Regions from separate parts of the Mus musculus genome. Here regions 1, 2, 3, 5, 6 and 7 are each linked to region 4. The links are chromatin contacts, called in public ChIA-PET, HiCAR-type, HiChIP or PLAC-seq and promoter capture Hi-C maps. All regions are on one chromosome and are shown on one strand. The core of a region is the stretch at or near the end of the contact, and the rest is flanking DNA. Distances in the headings are between cores, read along the strand shown. Region 1 overlaps Xylt1 (xylosyltransferase 1). Region 2 overlaps Xylt1 (xylosyltransferase 1). Region 3 overlaps Gde1 (glycerophosphodiester phosphodiesterase 1). Region 4 holds the start of Arl6ip1 (ADP-ribosylation factor-like 6 interacting protein 1). Region 5 holds the start of Xylt1 (xylosyltransferase 1). Region 6 overlaps Vps35l (VPS35 endosomal protein sorting factor like). Region 7 overlaps Xylt1 (xylosyltransferase 1).

Region 1 (2,700 bases), core at 140-2,639, 620 kb before region 4:
CCTTAAACACAAATTCCCAGAGCCTATGTAAAATGCTGAAAGTGGCCATGTACACATGTGTGTGGCCCTGCTCCTGGGGCTTGCTGGCCATCAGCCTAGCTCCAGGCTCAGTGAGAGGCCCTATCTCACGAGATAGGTAGAGAGTGACGGAGCAGGGCACTGGACAGCCTCCTCTTGGCTCCCCACATGCAAGCACAAACAATGCTCCTGCACACACTCATGGGCATTCACCCCCTCACACACACACACACAAACACACCCCACATGCACACACAAACATACTCAACATACCTCACAGTTACATACAAACATATTCAGTACACACACATACACTGAGCACCACACATACACATGCACACAAATATATCCTATACACATGCACATAAAACACATTCACTAAACACACACACACACACACACACACACACACACACACACACACACACACACACACTACATGCAGACACTCTGCCTTGGTCTCCGCAAGCTCTGCCCTCTACATGCAGCTCTCTGTTAGGTAGTTGGGAGATCCCTGCTACATGACCCACGCCCTGCAGTTGGGGACCAAGGCTCAGAGGACCCGATGGCCAGCATCCTTCCCTGTCCAGGTGAAGCCACAGTCCAGGTTCTTTCAGATTTCTATTGTTATGGTTCAAATTTTGTTGTTGTTTTTGGCCAGAAATAAGGAAACCCTCTTTGCCTGCATCCTACAAACAGTGCCATGGTAGCGGCCAGAGTAGAATGCCACATGGACAGAGGAAAGAATTCACTAGTCTCACCACGCTGGCTGGAAACCAAGCCACCTACCTGGGGCTGAGTCAACCTGTCAGTACATGGACATCATCTCTGTATATTTCTTTTTTCTATGTGAATACATGCGTTATGGCATACCTGTACATGTGTGTATGTTTGTTTACATATGTCATGTGCGTATGTGTGTGTAGATGTGTCTATGTGTCTATGTGTGTATATTTCATGTGTGAATGTGTGTGTTGACATCATGTGTCTTCCTCCATCACTCTCCATCTTATACACGGAGGCAGGGTTTTTCACTTGAACCCAGAGCCGACAGATTCAGCTATTCCAACTAGCCAGCTTGCTGCAGGGGTCCCTGACTCTGCTACCCCAGTGCTGGGAGAACAGGCAGACACCACACCTGCCCAGCTTTATGTGGGATCGTGGATCTTTATCCTCACGTATATTTGCATTGCCATCTCCCTAGCATCCTCCTGCACAGTTGTAAGCACCAGGGCATCCTCTTCCAGGGAGTCAGGCGCATGGTAAAAGCTGCTGGCAAAAGGAAGCTTTGTCTGATAGGGCTGCAGTCCTTGAGAGAGGCCTTGTTTAGGGGATGACAGCCTCCTCTCTGTCTTCATCCACCCACCTTCTTAAGGCCCAGTAGTCAGGGGCCTCACTCTTGGCCCAGGCCAGAGCAGCCCAGCCTCCGGCTTCCTGTCTCATAAGAAGCCCTCTGTGGGGTTGCCAGCACTCTGGGCCAGGGGCAAGATTCAGAACAGCAATTATTTGTCAACTCTTGATGCTGGCAAGCAGCCCAGGGCAGTCTGAAGGACATCACAAGTCCAGGTACTGGGTACAGACAGACTGCCTTTGAGCCCAAGGCTGACAGGGCTGGGCAATTGGGAGAAGGCGTGGGGTGCATGGGCTCATGTTCAGCTCCCTTGTTCAGCCTTGGCCAGCAGGAACTGCCCCTGATGATGGCTTAAGCCTGGAATGTGCAGCATCCATAGTCATTCTGAAGGTCAGGTTGTCCAAACAGCATCTCGGACCCATGAGTTTATACCAGGATTTGCTAAAGCAATACCGCATCGCACTGGGTAGGAACAGGATTTCTGTCCTACCCAGACCCTGTGCTCATTGCTTTCTCCCTGTCCTATTTATGTGTTTGTGGTGAAGATTACCTGGAGCACACAAACCACACACAAACACACATGCCACACTCACCACACAGGCCACACTCACCACACAGGCCATACACATTACACATGTCACAAACACACCACATGTCACAAACACTACTGAGGCCACATACACACATCTCACACACATGCCAACATGTCACATACACACACACCATACATGACACACACAGACACACACACATGATACATGACACATACATACCACATGAGAACACATGCACTATATACACATACATACCATGCGCACTGCACACACATGCCATACATATCATATAAGCCACATATTCTACACACAGACACACACACATCCCACATACTGCACATGCCACAAATGCTATACATGATGCCACATGAACCAAAACATACAAATCTGATGAGACCCACAGAAGCATCTGGTCTAGCTCATGCTACTGAGCAGATGTTGATCACCTGGTTTTACTGTCACCCATTTAGGTTAGGTAAGGTGTCACACTTTGGAGTCTCCTAGACTAGTCACAAGTTGGAGGCTCCTAGAACTCTGCACAATAATGGCAACCTTCTGTAAATCCACAATTATCTAAGAAAATACACTCAAAAAAGGAGGAAAACATGTTCGTGCAATAAAGTCATTCTGGCATGAGGTTTGTGTATGGTGAGCCCCTGTGTGTAACATGATGGGAAGAGATAACAGGAAAGAGAAAGCCATGCTCCTGAGGATCTTGTAGGTTGGCAGGAAGCAGTGTCTAATGACCCCATGTCAAGCCTATCTGTCTCAGTAGAG
Region 2 (2,700 bases), core at 15-2,514, 700 kb before region 4:
TCACACTTATATCGAAGGGAGCAGGGTCCTTTCCCTCAATTTTCAAAATTATACTTATTTTAGGAGCTGGAGTACTTAAGCTCACTGGTTCCTCTTTCAGAGGATCTAGGTTCAATTCCCAGCACCTACATGGTAACTTACAACTATGCATGTGGTACACAGACATATATGCAAGCAGAAGGCTTATAGACATAAAATAAATACATGTGTATATTTGTTTGTTTGTTTGTGTGGGCACTGGATGCAAGTGCTAGAGCCTGCGTGTAGAAGTCAGAGGACAGATTGTAACAATCAGTTTTTTCCTTTCAGTGTGTGGATCCTGGGACGGAGCTTGGAGCTTTAGGCCTAGCAAGCATCCTTACCAACTGAGCCTTCTTGCTAGTCCCCTGCTTCAACTTCCAGTACAAAGGAAAGGGTCACTGAATTAAATTCTCCCTTGCATAACTTTTTGTTCATTTTTACCATAACTTTTTTTTGTACAGCATTTGCACTGAATCAATGAATGCTATTTAAAATGGAACATGCAATGGCCAGGGCCTGGTGACACATACCTGAAGGTCTCGGGCCACTGAGATAAGATCACAAGTCCCAAGTTCTGAGCTACAGAGAAAGTTTGAAGCCAGCCTGGGTAGCTTAGTGAGATTCTGTCTTAAAAATGTAAAGTAAAAAGAGGTCTTGGGCTATAGCTTGGTGGTACTGCTCTTGCCTAGCTGCACAGGGGCCTAGGCTCACACTACCACAGACAGAAAAAATAAGGCAGGGGGCACTGAGCGTCACCTCCACTTAAACTTTGTCTGTTTTATTAGCTCCTCAGTATGTTCACTCCAGAACTGAAAGTCCATTGTATCACATGGACCTGCAGAGATGGGTGAATCTGGCCCTATGTCTGTTTTTGTTAATAAAGTTTTATTGGCATACACACTTCCCCTCACCATGGCACAGTTACGACACAGAGCCGGCACCATACCACAATGGGGCCTCCCCGCACCAGAGCAGATGTCTTCTTGACTGTGTATTCCTGTCTGCAGACTCACTAAGCTTCTGTTCTGTCATGATGAGGCAGAGATGCTCTCCCTTCAAAAAACAGACTAGAAATATAATGATTCATTTCGTAGGACGTGTGTTGAGGCTTCCTGTGGGCACTGAATGAATCTCAGGAGTGGGGGGTGGGGTGCAGAGAAAGCAGGGTGTTCATAACAAGAGCTACCCGTGGGTCTGCCCTTGAGCCTGGGTCTCCGTTTGTACTGAGCCTTGAGTGACAGTTCAGAGAGGAGTGTTATTCTCTGTTACCTTAGAAACGGGAAGTCAACACACCAGGCAGGGCCCCTGGGGAAGCACCAAGTTCTGTGTGAAGGCAGAAGATGGAGGCAAAGGGAAACATGAAGAAAATGATTAAACATTGTTGCTGTAGATACACCCAGTCTCTGTCTAGTGGGCCTTGTCTAAGAAAGAAAGTCACACTGGACTGGCAGGATGCTATTCCACTGAGCTATCCTTCCAACATGGCAGCTGGCAATGAGACCACTGACTTCCCATCAAAGTCCCAAATGAACTTCGATGTTTTCAGCTCTTACAATGCCTTCTTCACCTCTCCCCTAAAATTGCTAATCTCAAAGAGTTTTTTTTTGTTGTTGTTTTTTGCTTTTTTTTTGTTTTTTTGTTTTTTTTTTTCTAGTTTAGTTTTGTTTTGTTTTGTTTTTTTATCCTCCCGGAGCCCTGGATGTTAGATTGGCAGTTAGTCTCCATGGTGCCTAATCTGTTTACATAGGTTTTACTCTGGTTTCTGCCTATAGAGTGGGGAATGTGCTTGAGTCCAGGCAGAGGCAAGCCATGGGTTCTGGAATCCTCGGTATGTGTGTGAGGAGTTAGTGTGTAGAGCATGCATGTATATTTGTGGAGCACATGAATGTGTGTGATGTGTGTGTATTTGTAGAGCACGTGTATGTGTCCCGCACTTATTCACCTAGTCCACTTCACAGGGGCCTCAGTGTTGTACCCTGTTCCCTCTACACCCCACCAGTGCTATACACGTGATCTGTCATGTGAAGGGTCGCCTTGGACTTAGGCTTTGGGGTGGCCTTAAGAAGGTGAACTCTCCCAGTATGATACAGGCCCTCAAATCCAGCAGCTGTGGGGAACAACTCAGTTTTGGATTCCTTTTCACCTGTGCCCTGAAAGTCAAGGTGACAGAAGCTAGTTTGCTCTTGCCACCTGCCAATTAAGAATGCAGCCTGCCACAGCAGGGAGCTCACGATCCCCATTGCGAGGCCCATTCAGGAAGTCTGAGTGGACATTGTAAGAGTACAGTGCTGAGAGGAAAATGTCCTTCTCATTGATGCTCCTTCTGCCTGTCAGCTGTGGGTTGCCTGGGTCACAGGCTGAATTAGCTGTGTCTATCAGTCTTCAGGATGAAGCTCTCCATTAGGGGCCTTCAAGGTCCCGGAGCTTCCATTTAACTTCTATCCTCAGCTTCCAGCTACTACACAAATCCAGGTAGGCATCTGATCGCCCTCCTGTGATGAGCCCAATGCATGCACCTCAGTTGTCCCTTCTGGCTATAAGCTGTTAGAGATTGGAACAGCTATAAGCTGTTAAAGAGTTCCAGGACAGCACCAGCCCTCAGAACTAGTGCCAACCAAGAGGCATTTTCATCTGCTGGTCACAAGCCAATTTTCAGGGCTTCCAGGATGGCTCAGTTGA
Region 3 (2,700 bases), core at 64-2,563, 560 kb after region 4:
ACACCCTCCCTCAACGCTTTCTTCCTTGCAGTTCACAGGCAGAGCTTAGTTTGCTCCTGGCACCCTGTCCCATATCTGGTGAAAAGCTGAGAAGTCCTGAGTGTCCCCAGGTATGGGAAAGGTCACAATATAAAAGCAGCTGTTGTGACACAAACCAGAAACATACCTTCAAACAGCAAGCCTAGAACAACCACATTTTCTCAGATTTACAGGTGATTCAAGATGATTCAGTGACTTCCAGGCAGACAAAAGGCTCACAGCCCCCACTCCAGAACTGGTAATTTCTCAAGACAAATGAGCTACCTTGGCGTGTAGCTGAGACATCCTCAAGGAAGATGCCAGGTAACCACTCTGGTGAGGCCAGGTAAAGAGACCCAGGTGTGAGCCTCCCACCTCCACCATGCCCACTTCCTCACGTGCTCCCACAGCACTGGCCCGACAAGAGCAGGCCTGGATGTCCTTTACCCGCTGGCTGATAGAGAGGCTGGAGTGTGACCCTGGGCCTCGGGCACGCAGGGAGGCAGTCATCCTCAACTGTACCGCAGCGTCTCTTCACTTCTGTTTTATGCTCTCACTGGAGCCCGGGCTGCCCTTGAACATGCAATCCTTCTGCTTTAGCCTCCAGAGTTGCTTGACTTTCAGGCCTGTGCCACCGTGGTAACAATTACCATTCCCCTCCTTCTTCCTTGGGACACCTCCCTGTGCGAAACTAGATCAGAATACAAGGCCTATGCACTGCTGTCCTTGAAGCTGTTGATGGCGCTGTCTTTCACTATTGTTCTCATCTTAGATTTGAGACAGGGTGTCTCAATGAACCCGGAGATCGAAGCTCCAGCTAGACTGATTCCCAGAATCTGCTGCTCTAGCCACACACATGCTACTGCGCCAGTTTGCATCCGGCTGCTAGGAATGTGAACTCAGACCCCAAAGCTCGCACAGAAGCACTTACCCACTGGCAGCCCTCAGCTGTGGCTTTGTATTTACTAGACTCAAGGCTGGACTGGCATCCCTGTCCAATTGGACATGGAAGTCAAGGAGGCAAAGAGCGCGGCTCTGCTTCTTCACTACTGTACCCTCCGCTTCCTCATGCAGCACCTGACAGCACTGTTGGCCATAGCCAAATGGCTGCCAGAATAGCAAGCTGGAAGTCGGATGGAGCTACAGTGTGCGTCTACAGCTCTAAGGCTGCCACAGACAGCTCAGAGATGTCAGTAAGCGAGAGAACAGACAAGCAGAAGGGAGGATGGGAGCTAGAAGGCCATGGCCATACGCGGTTTCCGCTGTGGCACTTCCCTCCGTCTAGTTTCCCAAGGGAGCCAATCACAAGCAGTGCAATGTCACCACTTTCTAAAAATGCTTTACAACACTGGACTGGGGTTGGGCGGTGGTGTAAGCTTAATCCCAGCACTCACTGGAGAGGCAGAGGCAGGTAAATCTCTGTGGGTTTGAAGCCAGAGGTCTGCAGAGTGAGCTTCAGGACAGGCAGAGCTACACAGAGAAACCCTGTTTGATGAGGTGGGCTATGATGCATCAGCTCTGCCACACACATTTACACGGAGAGCAAGAACTTGCTGACATATTACATGATTAATATGTTATAAATTGTAATTTACTTTTAAAACATAATAAAAAATGCTTGTCATTCAAGAACCAGAGTTGGGTGTCCAGCAGCCACATAAAAACTGGGAGACATCACAGACCATCTATAGTCCCAGTGCTCAGGAGCTGGAGAAGATCCTGAGGAAAAGGTAGCTTCTCACAGGACCAGCTCCATCAGTGAGTCCCACACATACAACATACAAACACACACCACACATACAGGTACCACACATACAAACACTACACATACATACAGCACACATACAAACACTACACATACAAGCAGTAAACAAACAAACTAATGAAACAGAGTATCTGGTTAGCCTGTTGTGAATCAATGAACCATGTCTGACATCTTCCCACACACTTCCAGCAGCTGGCACTGCTCTAACTTACAGGCCAGGGGACCCATGAGTCACAAACAACTCAGTCTGCCCACTTCTTTAACGCCTCCTTTCCAGAAAAAGCACCCAGGACACCAGAAGCCAAGAGACAAAAACTTCTAACTTACGGGGAGACAAAATCCTTCTGCATGAGGAAGGCTGAAATCCCACACAGGTACCACAAGACATTGTGCATGCTCCAGTCCAGCAAGATGTCCAACACCACAAACACAGACTGCTTCCAAAAGACGCTGTAGCGAGGCTTCCCATCTCCAGTGTGGCTCAGGCTCCAAGGCCTGTGAGTTAGGGCTGTGATTACCTTCTGATCCGTTTGTCTCATCTGAAAAGGAATTTTGGAAAAGAAAATGATCATCTCTTAAGTCTATAATTTCTAAAAATTTTAGATTTACCAAATATTCATTTGATGAGGGCCCCATAGCGACCACGTTTGCCATCTCTCACAAGTCCTTTGAGAAACAAAGTAGATGTAGGTATGCAACGCCCACTACAATTGAGGGCCTCTTCCTCACAGTCCTACAGGAACTGCCCTATCAAACAGAGAGAACCTGGCTGCCGAGGGAGCCCAGCCTCAGCGTGGTGGCAGGCATGAGGCCCTCCCTAGGTGTAGTCAGAAACACACAGCAAGTGAGAGGGAGAGAAAATGCCAACCACAGGGTCAAGTTGTATTTGTTTGTTTGTCTGGGTTTCTGGAGATAGG
Region 4 (2,700 bases), core at 125-2,624:
AGACATAAAGGGGTTAATATATTTAAATCCAGGAAATCCAAGACTAATGGACTTGCTCTCCTTAAAATGATGGAAATAGTAGTGATCAGGCCCTCTCCCATGATAGTTTCCTTGTACAGCAATTAATCCTCTTATTGAATTGTTTGCTGGTATTGTGTAGGAGGAGTTTAAGGGTACAGGGTAAGCATCTCTATTGTATGGTACTGTGTGTGTGTGTGTGTGTGTGTGTGTGTGTGTAGGGAATTTAAGGATACAGGGAATGCACCTCTAAACACAAATACAAACTGAAAATCTTGCACTAATCAAAACTGTCCCGAAGAATCTTGTCGGCACTTAGCAGTTAAAAAGGCAGGCATTAAAAGCTGATTGCTTTTTTCATTTCTGATATGGCCTGCCTTTTCTGGGGAATGACAATACAGAAAAAAAAAAAAAAAGATCTTTCGTTCTTGCCTAGGTGGGTGATGCAGTTAAAAATTTGAAACTAGCAGGGCCTGGTGATGCGCAACTGTAATCCCAGCACAGGAGGATGACAAATACAAGGCTAGCCTCGTCAAGCTACACGAAAACCTAGCCTTAAAAACCAAAAACAAAGACCTAACCAAAAACAAAGACCTGTAATGAAGCAAACGCGCCCTCTTCTAATACCATCATCTCGTGTAGCTCCGTCAAATCCGTGCTAAATCATTTTTAAAGTTGCATCCAGTCCCGTGAGTCCCTCGCCAGTTCCCAGACAAGTGCCAGGATCCCCCACTGTCCTTTCCGCAGAACCCGTTTTCAGCTTCCTGCGGTGAACTCCAACCAGCCAGCTCCAACAAATTCTGTGTCAGCGATAAACTAATTCTCTGTAGCAGCCCTTTGACCCTCCACCCTTGCGCCAAGTTTTAGGAGAAAAAGAATCATGATTAAAAATAATCTACGGAACATGAGATTAAGATCAAAGGGCAAAACAGGTAGGTCTCCGGCCTGAGCCGGAGCGCTAGACAAGGCCCCTGGCGGCCGAGTGCCCCAACCTGTTACCCAGGTTCCTTCTTGCCACAGCCCCCTTCTCACACTTCCTCACGCACGGCCCAAGCCTTATGGTGCAGGATTCCGGGGGACGTTGGGGATCGCCAGCAGCGACCTCCACCGTGGAGATAAGGCCTGGCTGTCCCTGGTAGTCCACCGAGGCCAGGAGGCCCATCCGGAAACTCCGGGGACAGACTGACCACCGCAACTCACCAGCAGGTTGCTGCTGCGGTTATCCCCCTCCGCCATCGTTCCAGACTCGCGGTTATCAACGAGCGAACACACACTATCCCCCCAACACCAGCAAGGCAACCCGAGCGCGGGGGAACGCCCCGCAGTCTGCTTATATAGGCTAGCTGCCTTTCCCGACAGCCCTCGCGAAACTCGCTCCTCATTGGGTAGACCGCACTCCGGCTTCTGGGAAGTCGGGCCAACCGGCAGCTAGCGCATGACTTGAAATCCAGGTCAAAGGAGAGCGAAACTGAAAGACTCTGACCAATCAGAGTGCAGGGGTGTGGCCCTCGAGAGGCGGAGCGGAAGGAAGCGGTTCAACCGCCGTACCTAGTCTCTCACCCAGATCTTCCTAAATCCTGGGGCCTCTCTAGTCCCTAGCTCTTCTGCTGGAAATCAAAACCGCTCAGGCGCCTGTCCGCTCAGCTGCGCAGGGGATGCGCAATGGCATCCTATGCGGAGGCTGGAAGGGCAAGGACGCTTTAGGTTGCTGTGGCACCTGCTGACTGAAGTATTGGCTGCCCCAAGTGAGCGCTGTCTGTGCCTTCTCCCCAGCTCTGGCCTTTGGAGAACATGGAAGATGCACAAACTCTTAAAGGGCTTCATTTGCAGCCAGTTTTTGGGGGAATCATTTGCGGGGTGCTTCACTTGATAATCTATGAGTACTTCAGGTAGCTAGGGGAGCGCTTCATTCGGAGGGATGGATGAGTAGAGGAGCAATTCGGATGTTGGAGGGCTTCAGACTGATAGATTAATGGATGTATGGGGAAGCCAGGCTAAATACGACCTTCAACTAATTTTAAATTATTTTTAAAAACACTTCGTTCCTTAATTCCCAGGTTCTTTAAAGGCCTTGGAGGTTAAAGAGAAATGTGAGAGATCACATAGTGCTCCTAAATATGCCTGGTCCCTTCCTGGCCTATGGTGGCTCTGTCAAAGGGGCATACAATTTGTCATAGAACTTGTGGAAAGTACTAGAAGGTACAGACAACAGTTTTGACCAGGAAGGACGCTCATTGTGTGTGGGCGGGGCGGGGGGGGGATATTATGACTTCGGTTGATACAGAAATCATGTCAAAAATTGTAAAGCCTGGAATTCCCTCCTTCTCCTCAGTATTGAGAACAAAAGGACCCAAACAGCTGCTACCAAGCAATGAGGTGCCCATCTTGGTGGTACCAGGAGCAGTCACTTTGCTAAGAGAGGGCAGAGTAATAAGTTTTTCCTTGGCAACTTGGCTACTGCCCCAGAAAGCTTAGTTTAGTCGGTGTTCCCAAAGTAAAATTTAAGTTTAGGCCAGTCCCAGGTCCCAATCCAGCTCTCACTAACCTTCCAAATGGCTCAGAGGTTACAAACACCTCTTTTTCTACCACAAAGTGACCTTTTGAAATGTGTCAGAAGATGAAGCTCGTAACACAAATCTTCCTCAGAACTTTGGCACTGCAAATGAAGAAGATCTTTGCAAA
Region 5 (2,700 bases), core at 107-2,606, 750 kb before region 4:
GTGGATGGAAGGGTCCACTTCTCGCCACTGTTGGCCTTGCTCTCTGATAGATTCTGTACATATCCACTCGCTTCCCTTTACAAACCAGGGTGATGTTTAAAAGGGCAGGAGACAAAAGACCAAGAATTCGCTGTAAGTCCCCAGCTCACTGACATAGGTAGACATCAGTCCCATTCACATGCAGACATTAATAGATGCTATGTATCAAAAGGGGAAGTCTATAAGACTGAGTCAGAGAGAGCTGGATGAAGTTTGAGTTCAGAGAGATTATTCCTTCCAAACTCTCACTGACAGAGCTCAGAACAAGGTCAAGGGGGACAGTCTTGGTGGCTCAAGGTCACCAGTCAGTCCAGGAAAATGCTTCTCCTTATAAAGCAAGGCTGGGCTGACCCAGCTCTGAATCTAGTGCACACAGCAAGTCAGACATCAGGAGGGCGGATGGTAAGAAGGGCGTTAAGGGAGGGAGGCTCTGTGGCTGGGAGGGAGACTTCAGCTTGTGGCCAGGGAGGGTTGGAAAACTTCTTTAGCCACCAAAGCATTCACTTGCCAACTGGATTTGGAGGATGTTGGATTGTGAGTCTTTGGGGACCAGAGAAGTGAGTCAATGAGCCCTGAATCTTTGGTTGGCCCTGGAAGGGGGGGGGGGTGACTCAGAAGTCGCAGTGCTTGTGCTGATTAACCTCGGCGAGTCATTGAGAACCTCCTCCCCATCGTTTCAGTCAGTGATCCAGGAATCCCAGGCTGCACAAGAGCCAGGACCTGTGACACTCCTACGTTTTCTCCCATCTCCACCTGCCAAGGTTTTCTCTCTGTGCAGCCAAAGATGCCGGGACGGAAAACTCCGCGCCTCCTGCAACTCCGCCTCCAGTTTTCTGCCACATGGAACACAGACTCTCAGGACCCTTCTTTCCCTTTTCCTGACCTCTGCAAGCTGAGCTGCCCTGTTGACTCTTCTATCCTCCACTTTCCGTCTCTCTACCCCTTGCACCGGCCTTTTCGCACCCGTACCTTGTTCCCACGCCTGTTCTGGGGGGTGTCTGTCTGCTTCCTTCGCCTCCACCCCCTCCCTCACCTTCTCCTCCCCACGCTGCCCTCGGCTCCTCCTCCAGGCCCCGCCCTCTGCTCAGGGCCCGCGTCCCTAGTGGCCCCTTCCCCAGCCCTGGTACCCCTAACGCCCGCCCTAGAACCCTGGGGGTTGGGTTGGGGACCCTGACCCAGGGAAAAGGGAATCTCGAGGGGCCAGCTCCCTTCCGAGCCGTGTCCCCGCGCGCGCGCGCCGCGCCCCCTCCGCGGCCTCCCCGCGCCCGCCTCCCGCCTTCCCCTCCTCCTGGTGACGTCCGGGTCCCTGCCCGTCTGAAAACTCCGCGCCGCGGCGGTGGAGGAGGCGGCGGCGGCGGCAGAGGAGGAAAGGGAGGAGGAGGTGGTGGAGGAGAGGAGCAGGAGGAGGAGCAGCGGCGAGCCCGGGCGACGTCGGCGGGGCCCGAGCGCGGAGCCCCCGGGATAGAGCGCGCACCGGGGTGTCCCGGCACCCCGCTCGCCCCGGGCCGCCGCGGAAGATGGTGGCGGCGCCGTGCGCCCGGAGGCTGGCGCGGCGCTCGCACTCGGCGCTGCTGGCGGCGCTCATGGTGCTGCTGCTGCAGACGCTGGTGGTGTGGAATTTCAGCAGCCTGGACTCCGGGGCTGGAGAGCAGCGGCGCGCGGGGGCAGCGGCGGGAGCAGCCGAGCAGCAGCAGCCCGCGGCCCCGCGCCGGGAGCGCAGGGACCTGGCTGCCCATCTGCCCGCAGCCCGCGGAGGACCTGGAGGCCGAGCCGGCGGAGGAGGAGCACGGGGAGGCGGCCCCGGAGGAGCCCGCGCACAGCAGCCTGCCAGCCGCGGGGCACTAGCCTCCCGGGCGAGGGTAAGGTGCCCTTTGGGAAGGGGATCTCGAGCCCCGCGGACAGAGAGACAGATGGGCGACCCTACCCATGCCTCACATTGGTCTTGGCCACACAAGTCCCGATATCCGAAGGGACTCTGCGCCCTGGCTGCCTCTGACTGCCCTGGCTGCCCTGGGCAGCTGCAGGGTCGTGCACTGAGCCGCGCTGCTCTGTGCGGAGTCTGAGGACCGCCCCCTTGGGGTCTGGAAAGTGAGCTCCAGAAGAGACTCGCTTTCTAGGGGGTCCTGTTTCCTATCACTCTTTCTGGGCGTCCTACTTGCTCTCTGGGTGGGGGCGTTGATGCCTCACTCTCCACTCGAGTACGTGCATCGGATCGTGACCGGATCCTCAGCCGCTGCTCAAGGGTAGTTCTCCACGCAGCCTCTTTGGTCTGAGCTGTTTGCTGTGGGCTGAGAATGAGTGTGTTAAGTCCTCCACCATGTCCCTGGTGCCCAAATCAACACTGGGTCTTGCAAGCCTGATCTGACTTTGGGTCCTGTTTTCCCCTCTGGGAATCTACTTCTCTCTCCACCTTCCCCAGTCCCCACCTTCCTCAGTCCCTAACCTTGCCATTTCTTGCCCTCCCTGACTTCACCTCCAGGTATTGCCCCTTAGTTCCAGCTGGCTGTCTCTGACTTGACATGGGTGGTCAGTTGCACTTACTGTCTGTCTGTCTGGCCACGCTATCACCACACCTCCCAGTGTGCTTTGCTCTTCTTGGATGTGAATAGTCAGGTCTCTGAAACTGTCTTCCAGTTCTATTAGTACCATCTGGTTGGCTAG
Region 6 (2,700 bases), core at 150-2,649, 690 kb after region 4:
TGGGAGCTGGTGGCTTCTTTGCTCAGGGACAGGCGGCAGCTGGACACACAGTAGGTGGGTTTCTGCATTCCCCTCTCTAGAAGGTGAGAAGCCACTTTTGAAGGAGAAAACTGCTTCTTGTCTGTCACTCGCTGGGCTTTCAGCATCGGTGTGGAGTGCCGCAGTTGTAACTCTTGTGAGGAAAGCCTTGATTGCAGTGGATGTGACTGTGTCCCCAACCCTGAGGACTCTGGTCAGAGCTGGAGCAGTTCCCAGGTGGGCAATGTTATGAAGCCACAGGGAGTGTGGGGACTAGGGAATAAAGTTACTGATGGAACCTCAGAGAGGCACAAGTGAGTCTCCACTCCAGCCATGGCCTCCATCCTCTTGCTGGCCTTTCTTGCTCATTTTTCATATGCAAAACATTGCACCAGAAATGAAGATGCGCATAGAGCCCCTGCTGTAGTGAGGGAGAGCCAGTCTGTTGACTGTTAGTTCATAGGGCAGTTTGTAAAAAAATGTCTTTCACTGTGTACCCGAGGACTCTTGGAGCAGAAGGGAATGAGTTGTCTGAGAAGAGCCAAAAAGCTTCACAAAACAGATGCACTGGGAACCTGAGAGGGCCGGGTGCTCACCGTGTCCTGGAGGCCATCCTAGAGACTGAACGCCTGACACAGAAAAGGCCTGGAGGCCAGAAGCAGGATAGTCCCTTCGAAGGGGTGGGAAGATGGAATTTAGAAGATAGGCCGAGTCCTTACTGTAGAGAGTGCCAGACTCCCAGCAAACAGCTCATGTTGTTCTCTCTGCATTACTAGGTTGCATAGGTTGTCTTCGTTTTATAGGTGAGAAGGAAGCTTGTGGTTTGCACATGACATCTGCTACGTGGCTTCGTCTTTCATGGAGGCTCGAAAGCACTGCTATTAAGAGCAGTCCCCTCATAACAACACATACTTTCCTTCCAAATCCGAAACGCATGTGGTACTAAATGCCTGTCATCATAGACTGCCTGTTTGATACACTTGTGAAAAACCCTCCATATGTGTGTTTATATGGTGTATGTGCGGTGCAAATGCATACATATCATGGTGTGTGGTGTGCATATGAGGTCAAAGGACATTTTTTTTTTTCAAGACAGGGTTTCTCTGTATAGCCCTGGCTGTCCTGGAACTCACTCTGTAGACCAGGCTGGCCTCGAACTCAGAAATCCGCCTGCCTCTGCCTCCCGAGTGCTGGGATTAAAGGTGTGCGCCACCATGCCCAGCTGACATTCTTGTTTTGAAGCAGGGTCTTTTGCCAACTACCATAGAAGCACTGGCTGGGCTATCCTGCTGGGCTTTGCACCGGGGCTAGAGAGATGACCTCAGGTCTTTAGACCTCATAAACCAGCACTTTATCTAAGGTTTCATTTCCCCAGGCCTGGGTGGCTGTTGTTGTTTGGGTTTTGTTTGGTTTGGTTTTTTTGGAGACTGTCACAGTAGCCTAGGCTGACCTCAAACTTGCTCTAAAGCCAAAGATGACCTTGAACTTCAGCTCCTTCCCTCCTTGTCTCCCAAGTGCTGAGGTTGAATATATGAGCTGCCATGCTTAATCCATAGTGCTTAGGGAAAGCTAGGCTTGCTACTCACAGACACAATGCACAGCCCTCTGGGTGCTTTGCAGGGAGGACACACAGTCCCTACACCTGCCCTGTCCCGCACGTAGGAGGTAACTTGGGAGCCAAGCAAGCTGGGCTCAGTGTAGAGCTCTGGACACTCTTGGGATGAGAGAGAGAGAGTGTAGATTGACACCCTTTGGAACGTTGGTTCGGTGATGATGAAAATTGGAAATAATTTGTATGTCTCCAGCGGACCTCCACATTAAATATTGATGTCCAACTCGAACGGAAAGGGCATGTAGCCGAATCCGTGTGGCGAAGACAAGGTTGTATTAAGCTGTCAGTGGTAACAATTAAGCCATAATGAATATGCCACTTAAATGTCTCTAGGCATCTGTACTTGTGTAAAGCTTGCTCCGTTTTGGCATCATTGAAACAGTGGCCCTCGTGTCGCTTTAAGAGCAGAGTCTGTTGCAGACGCGCAGGTGGCCAGTAACAGGATTAAACCTCAGTGGCCGGCTGGCCCCTGGACCCTGTGGCCTTGCCAAAGGCATCTTCATGTTGTGGTTGCAACACATCTAGTTTTCAGGACCTGGTGTGTGCTCCTGTGAGTGTGAGTGTGTGTGTGTGTACATGCTTGTGTCTGTGAGTGTGTAAATGCACCTATGTGTACTCTTGCATGTACAATCCTAGGTCAGTAACAGGTTTTGTTCCTCCAGAGCCATTTACCTTACTTTTTGAGGCCTGGAATTCATTGATTCTGCTACAGTGGCTGCAGTGAGCCCTTTAAGGGTGGGGGACCTGTGTCCTATATCAGATATCCTGCATATCAGATATTTACATTACAATAAATAACAGTAGCAAAATTACACTTATGAAGTAGCAATACACTTTTTTTTTCCAAGACATGGTTTCTCTGTATAGGTAGCCTTGGCTGTGCTAAAACTTGCATCCCCAGCAGGTGGAGGCTGAGACAGGAGGATGGCTTTTTTTTTTTTTTTTTTTTTGGTTTTTCGAGACAGGGTTTCTCTGTGTAGTCCTGGCTGTCCTGGAACTCACTCTGTAGACCAGGCTGGCTTCAAACTCAGAAATCTGCCTGCCTCTGCCTTCCAAGTGCTGGGATTAAA
Region 7 (2,700 bases), core at 138-2,637, 520 kb before region 4:
TGGCTCTCCCCTTGGCATCTTGAACAGGTCCTGATTTATAGTAAGTCTAGCATTCATGTTTGCTGAAGGAATGAATGAGATTACAGCCACAAGAACAAAGCAGGTGCGTGCTTGGCCTTCATCTGGTATATGCCCTGCTTTACAATGAACTGCATGGCCTTCTTCCCAGTACAGACATGTAAATATCCAGAGATCTGAAAATAGCTCCTCAATGATCAATGCGCTTGAAGTATTGCTTCTTTAACGCAGCTCTCTGATATGGCACCTAATGGCATTTACTAAATTTTTTTTTTTGTTAGCAAACACTGTGTAGGTTGCCATGGAACCACACAGGGAGCCAGGCTAAGATATTGACCCTGAGTAAATAACTCTTTTGGAAGAGATAGAGATTCCCGTAAATGAGTAACCTTGACCAAAGGACCAGGTCGCGTACATTTAGACAAACAACCAGGGCTCAGTTTTCCCGTGGAAATAGCTCCACCTGACTCGAGAGGAACTCAGTGGCAGAGAGCAGAATTTGCGTCTGAAGCCAGAAAGCACAGTTGGAGGCACAGAGCATCTACTTAGCATATGCTCAAGTCAGAGCCTGGCCTCTTGAGAGGCTGGGGAACCACACCTCCCAAGAGAGCAGAGCGCACAGTAAGTCTAGACACTGAGCAGGCAAGCCAGGGTGGAGAGGAAGGCAAAGAAAGGCAACCTAACACTGAAAAGAACAGAGCTAACACGCATGGAGTGGGCCCTCTCTTCCCAGGGCCTGTGCTGACAGCGTAGTCTGGAGTCTCCCTTTTACCCTCCAAGCTGCCATGTTTGCCATGTTATAGTAGGATTCCCCATGTTCTAGAGGAAGTACTGCTACTCAAAAGGAAAAAAATTGTCATCGTCCCTCTTTCCTAAAAATATAAAAAGAGTTAGGCTTTTATGGTTGTGGAACTTTTATTGCAAGCCTCTAAACCTTTTTACTCAATGCAAATTTCTCCCATGACTTATGCCAGTGTAGAAACAGACAGAATTGTGTATTCTACAGAGAAGCCTTGGGCCAGATGTCCTGAGGCCACAGCTGCCTGGAAGAGGTTGGGGTCTGGGGGCTGCAGTCTGATAACCACTGATGGATCTGATAAATTCTTTTTAAAAGAAAATTTTTTTCTAAAATCTTCTGTCCCCAAGAAGTGCCACATTACCTACTCAAGGCCTGAACTCTCTACTTACAGACTCTGATCTCTTAAATTTTCGATTCAGCTCTGAGGTAAACAAATACCCTTGAGAACGTGTGGGTGGAGACCATACAGGAAGTAACAATTCTGGTCTATCAGAGACTCTCTGAAGCAGACATCTGTGTCTGTACAAAGCTTGCAGAGGTGGGTGGCCACAGGGTTTGTTTTCTGTAGAAGTGTATGTGGCTTCCTGTCTGCCTCAGGAGACACTGTAACCTTGATCCAGTTCTGACAAGCTGGTAGACGTAGTGGGCTGGCCAAGAAGGGCAAGGTGAGCAGTGGAGAGTCACCAGCCCTTTGAGCTCAGCCCCACCCTCAGCCAGTATCCAAACTATATGGTGGTCTGGGAGTTAAGTCATTGTAGACTCCAGTTCTGCTGACGTAGTGATGATACTAACAGAAGAAGGGTTTTCATAGAAGGACTACAAGTTCTTCCTCAGACCTTTCTAGGCTGTGTCAAGTTGACAGTTAAACTGACTAGGACATATGGGAAGCTAGAATTTGTCTAATCGAAGAGGATACTTACTTGATATGTCTCATAACAGCCAGATTACAGAGAATTAATTTGTAATTAACAAATTGACTTCACATACACGTGTGTGTGCCTTGTGGACATGCATGTATGTATGTATCCAAACCAAACTGAACAGCATATTTAAATATTTTGTTTGGAGATAGGATCTCACTACACAGCCCAGGCTGGCCTCATGCCATCTTTTCTCATCACCTTCCAGAGTGCTGGTCTTGCAGGCATGTGCTACCACAGCAGGCTACAGTTTTATTTGTTCATGCTTCTAGCAGCCTCAGAACCAACCAGGCCCCTTGGTGCTGATCCCTGTCAGTCACCTTGCCATTACAGCCATCTTGAGGAAGGGCTGGCGTGTTCAGAGTTCTCACTGATGGAACATCAGATAAATGGCCTCTTCAGATGGCATACGTGTGTTTAAAATGAGAAATGTGTTTCTCCCAAATGCTCTGTGAATGTGTCAAGGCTTTGCAAAGTGATTTGCAGGTCCCTTCAAATGCAATGAGCATGTTTTAGTGCCACATCATTTTCATGAGTAACAAAAAGGTAAATCCAATTAGCAGCGATTGGGTTTTATTATCCAGGTGGCTCTCCAGCCTGCTGCTTGCATGGAGGGAGGGACAGTCCCCACAGTCTCTGTGGGATGCTTTGGGTATGTGTCTCATGATTCCTTTCATTGCTGGCGACTCACTCCGTATCACGAGGACCTTGCTATACTGTGACTGTTGTTGTCACCCACTGCTGTCACAGGCATGTGGCATAGGACAGGACCTGTTAGGGAAGAGGCTGAACAGTTAGAAAGCTTCAAGTCAAATAGTCCCGAAATTGTAGTGGGCAGAGTCTGACCATAAGAAACATGTGCCTTGCTAGGCAGTCAGCACACTGGCCTGCCCCTGAGGGAGAGTTCCGAAGCCCATAAAGTGCAAGACATATCACACCAAACTCATGTGGGTTTTGTTGTTG

What was found. Promoter capture Hi-C pulls out the DNA fragments that hold promoters and counts their contacts. ChIA-PET counts read pairs in DNA pulled down with a chosen protein or histone mark. HiCAR-type assays count read pairs that join an accessible place to other places. HiChIP or PLAC-seq counts read pairs in DNA pulled down with a chosen protein or histone mark.
Region 1: a contact with region 4 is called in a HiCAR-type map of astrocytes, with 2.5 times the contacts expected there. The contact joins the enhancer-like site here to the promoter of Arl6ip1 in region 4. A contact is called at or near these places in 1 of 39 promoter capture datasets (hippocampal neurons), 4 of 115 datasets of contacts at active chromatin or transcription factors (astrocytes, bone marrow-derived macrophages, embryonic forebrain and 1 more) and 1 of 9 other capture datasets (adipose tissue).
Region 2: a contact with region 4 is called in an RNA polymerase II ChIA-PET map of effector CD8 T cells, with 20 read pairs. The contact joins the enhancer-like site here to the promoter of Arl6ip1 in region 4. A contact is called at or near these places in 3 of 39 promoter capture datasets (cranial neural crest, pre-B cells and stem cell-derived epiblast-like cells), 1 of 484 Hi-C or Micro-C datasets (CD4 T cells) and 9 of 115 datasets of contacts at active chromatin or transcription factors (bone marrow-derived macrophages, effector CD8 T cells, embryonic basal ganglia and 5 more).
Region 3: an H3K27ac HiChIP or PLAC-seq map of microglia shows a contact between it and region 4, with 4 times the contacts expected there. The contact joins the enhancer-like site here to the promoter of Arl6ip1 in region 4. A contact is called at or near these places in 4 of 39 promoter capture datasets (the C10 cell line, the HPC-7 cell line and liver), 2 of 484 Hi-C or Micro-C datasets (the C10 cell line and liver), 3 of 115 datasets of contacts at active chromatin or transcription factors (bone marrow-derived macrophages, microglia and pro-B cells) and 1 of 9 other capture datasets (adipose tissue).
Region 5: a contact with region 4 is called in an RNA polymerase II ChIA-PET map of memory CD8 T cells, with 26 read pairs. The contact joins the promoter of Xylt1 here to the promoter of Arl6ip1 in region 4. A contact is called at or near these places in 5 of 39 promoter capture datasets (the HPC-7 cell line, neural stem cells, neutrophils and 2 more), 7 of 115 datasets of contacts at active chromatin or transcription factors (effector CD8 T cells, embryonic basal ganglia, embryonic forebrain and 4 more) and 1 of 9 other capture datasets (adipose tissue).
Region 6: a contact with region 4 is called in a promoter capture Hi-C map of liver, with 2.7 times the contacts expected there. The contact joins the enhancer-like site here to the promoter of Arl6ip1 in region 4. A contact is called at or near these places in 2 of 39 promoter capture datasets (the 3T3-L1 cell line and liver) and 3 of 115 datasets of contacts at active chromatin or transcription factors (bone marrow-derived macrophages, embryonic stem cells and pro-B cells).
Region 7: a contact with region 4 is called in an RNA polymerase II ChIA-PET map of memory CD8 T cells, with 61 read pairs. The contact joins the enhancer-like site here to the promoter of Arl6ip1 in region 4. A contact is called at or near these places in 2 of 39 promoter capture datasets (hippocampal neurons and pre-B cells), 2 of 484 Hi-C or Micro-C datasets (CD4 T cells and natural killer cells), 4 of 115 datasets of contacts at active chromatin or transcription factors (astrocytes, large pre-B cells, memory CD8 T cells and 1 more) and 1 of 9 other capture datasets (liver).

Annotation. Positions count from the first base shown.
Region 1 is chr7:117,508,797-117,511,496 of GRCm38.p6, forward strand. All of the region lies in intron 2 of Xylt1 (xylosyltransferase 1), which reads left to right. Among named protein-coding and RNA genes, the nearest start is that of Xylt1, 130 kb to the left of the region's middle. Within about 2 kb of position 1,390, at least 31 of the 459 cell types and tissues checked have an H3K27ac peak or open chromatin away from gene starts, as enhancers often do. A contact at or near this core is called in astrocytes and oligodendrocyte precursor cells, where this site is marked.
Region 2 is chr7:117,427,832-117,430,531 of GRCm38.p6, forward strand. The region is part of intron 1 of Xylt1 (xylosyltransferase 1); the gene reads left to right. Among named protein-coding and RNA genes, the nearest start is that of Xylt1, 48 kb to the left of the region's middle. Within about 2 kb of position 1,265, at least 152 of the 459 cell types and tissues checked have an H3K27ac peak or open chromatin away from gene starts, as enhancers often do. A contact at or near this core is called in bone marrow-derived macrophages, effector CD8 T cells, embryonic basal ganglia and 3 more, where this site is marked.
Region 3 is chr7:118,689,473-118,692,172 of GRCm38.p6, forward strand. It overlaps Gde1 (glycerophosphodiester phosphodiesterase 1), which reads right to left. Exons shown (of 6, transcript NM_019580.4): 5 at 2,111-2,322. Among named protein-coding and RNA genes, the nearest start is that of Gde1, 15 kb to the right of the region's middle. Within about 2 kb of position 1,314, at least 18 of the 459 cell types and tissues checked have an H3K27ac peak or open chromatin away from gene starts, as enhancers often do. A contact at or near this core is called in microglia, where this site is marked.
Region 4 is chr7:118,128,251-118,130,950 of GRCm38.p6, forward strand. Arl6ip1 (ADP-ribosylation factor-like 6 interacting protein 1) reads right to left here and starts at 1,375. Exons shown (of 6, transcript NM_019419.2): 1 at 1,219-1,375. The coding sequence starts at 1,254.
Region 5 is chr7:117,379,623-117,382,322 of GRCm38.p6, forward strand. Xylt1 (xylosyltransferase 1) reads left to right here and starts at 1,357. Exons shown (of 12, transcript NM_175645.3): 1 at 1,357-1,898. The coding sequence starts at 1,557.
Region 6 is chr7:118,818,417-118,821,116 of GRCm38.p6, forward strand. All of the region lies in intron 26 of Vps35l (VPS35 endosomal protein sorting factor like), which reads left to right. Among named protein-coding and RNA genes, the nearest start is that of Gm26147, 13 kb to the right of the region's middle. Within about 2 kb of position 1,400, at least 11 of the 459 cell types and tissues checked have an H3K27ac peak or open chromatin away from gene starts, as enhancers often do. A contact at or near this core is called in liver, where this site is marked.
Region 7 is chr7:117,612,619-117,615,318 of GRCm38.p6, forward strand. All of the region lies in intron 5 of Xylt1 (xylosyltransferase 1), which reads left to right. Among named protein-coding and RNA genes, the nearest start is that of Gm34762, 150 kb to the right of the region's middle. Within about 2 kb of position 1,388, at least 68 of the 459 cell types and tissues checked have an H3K27ac peak or open chromatin away from gene starts, as enhancers often do. A contact at or near this core is called in memory CD8 T cells, natural killer cells and thymic regulatory T cells, where this site is marked.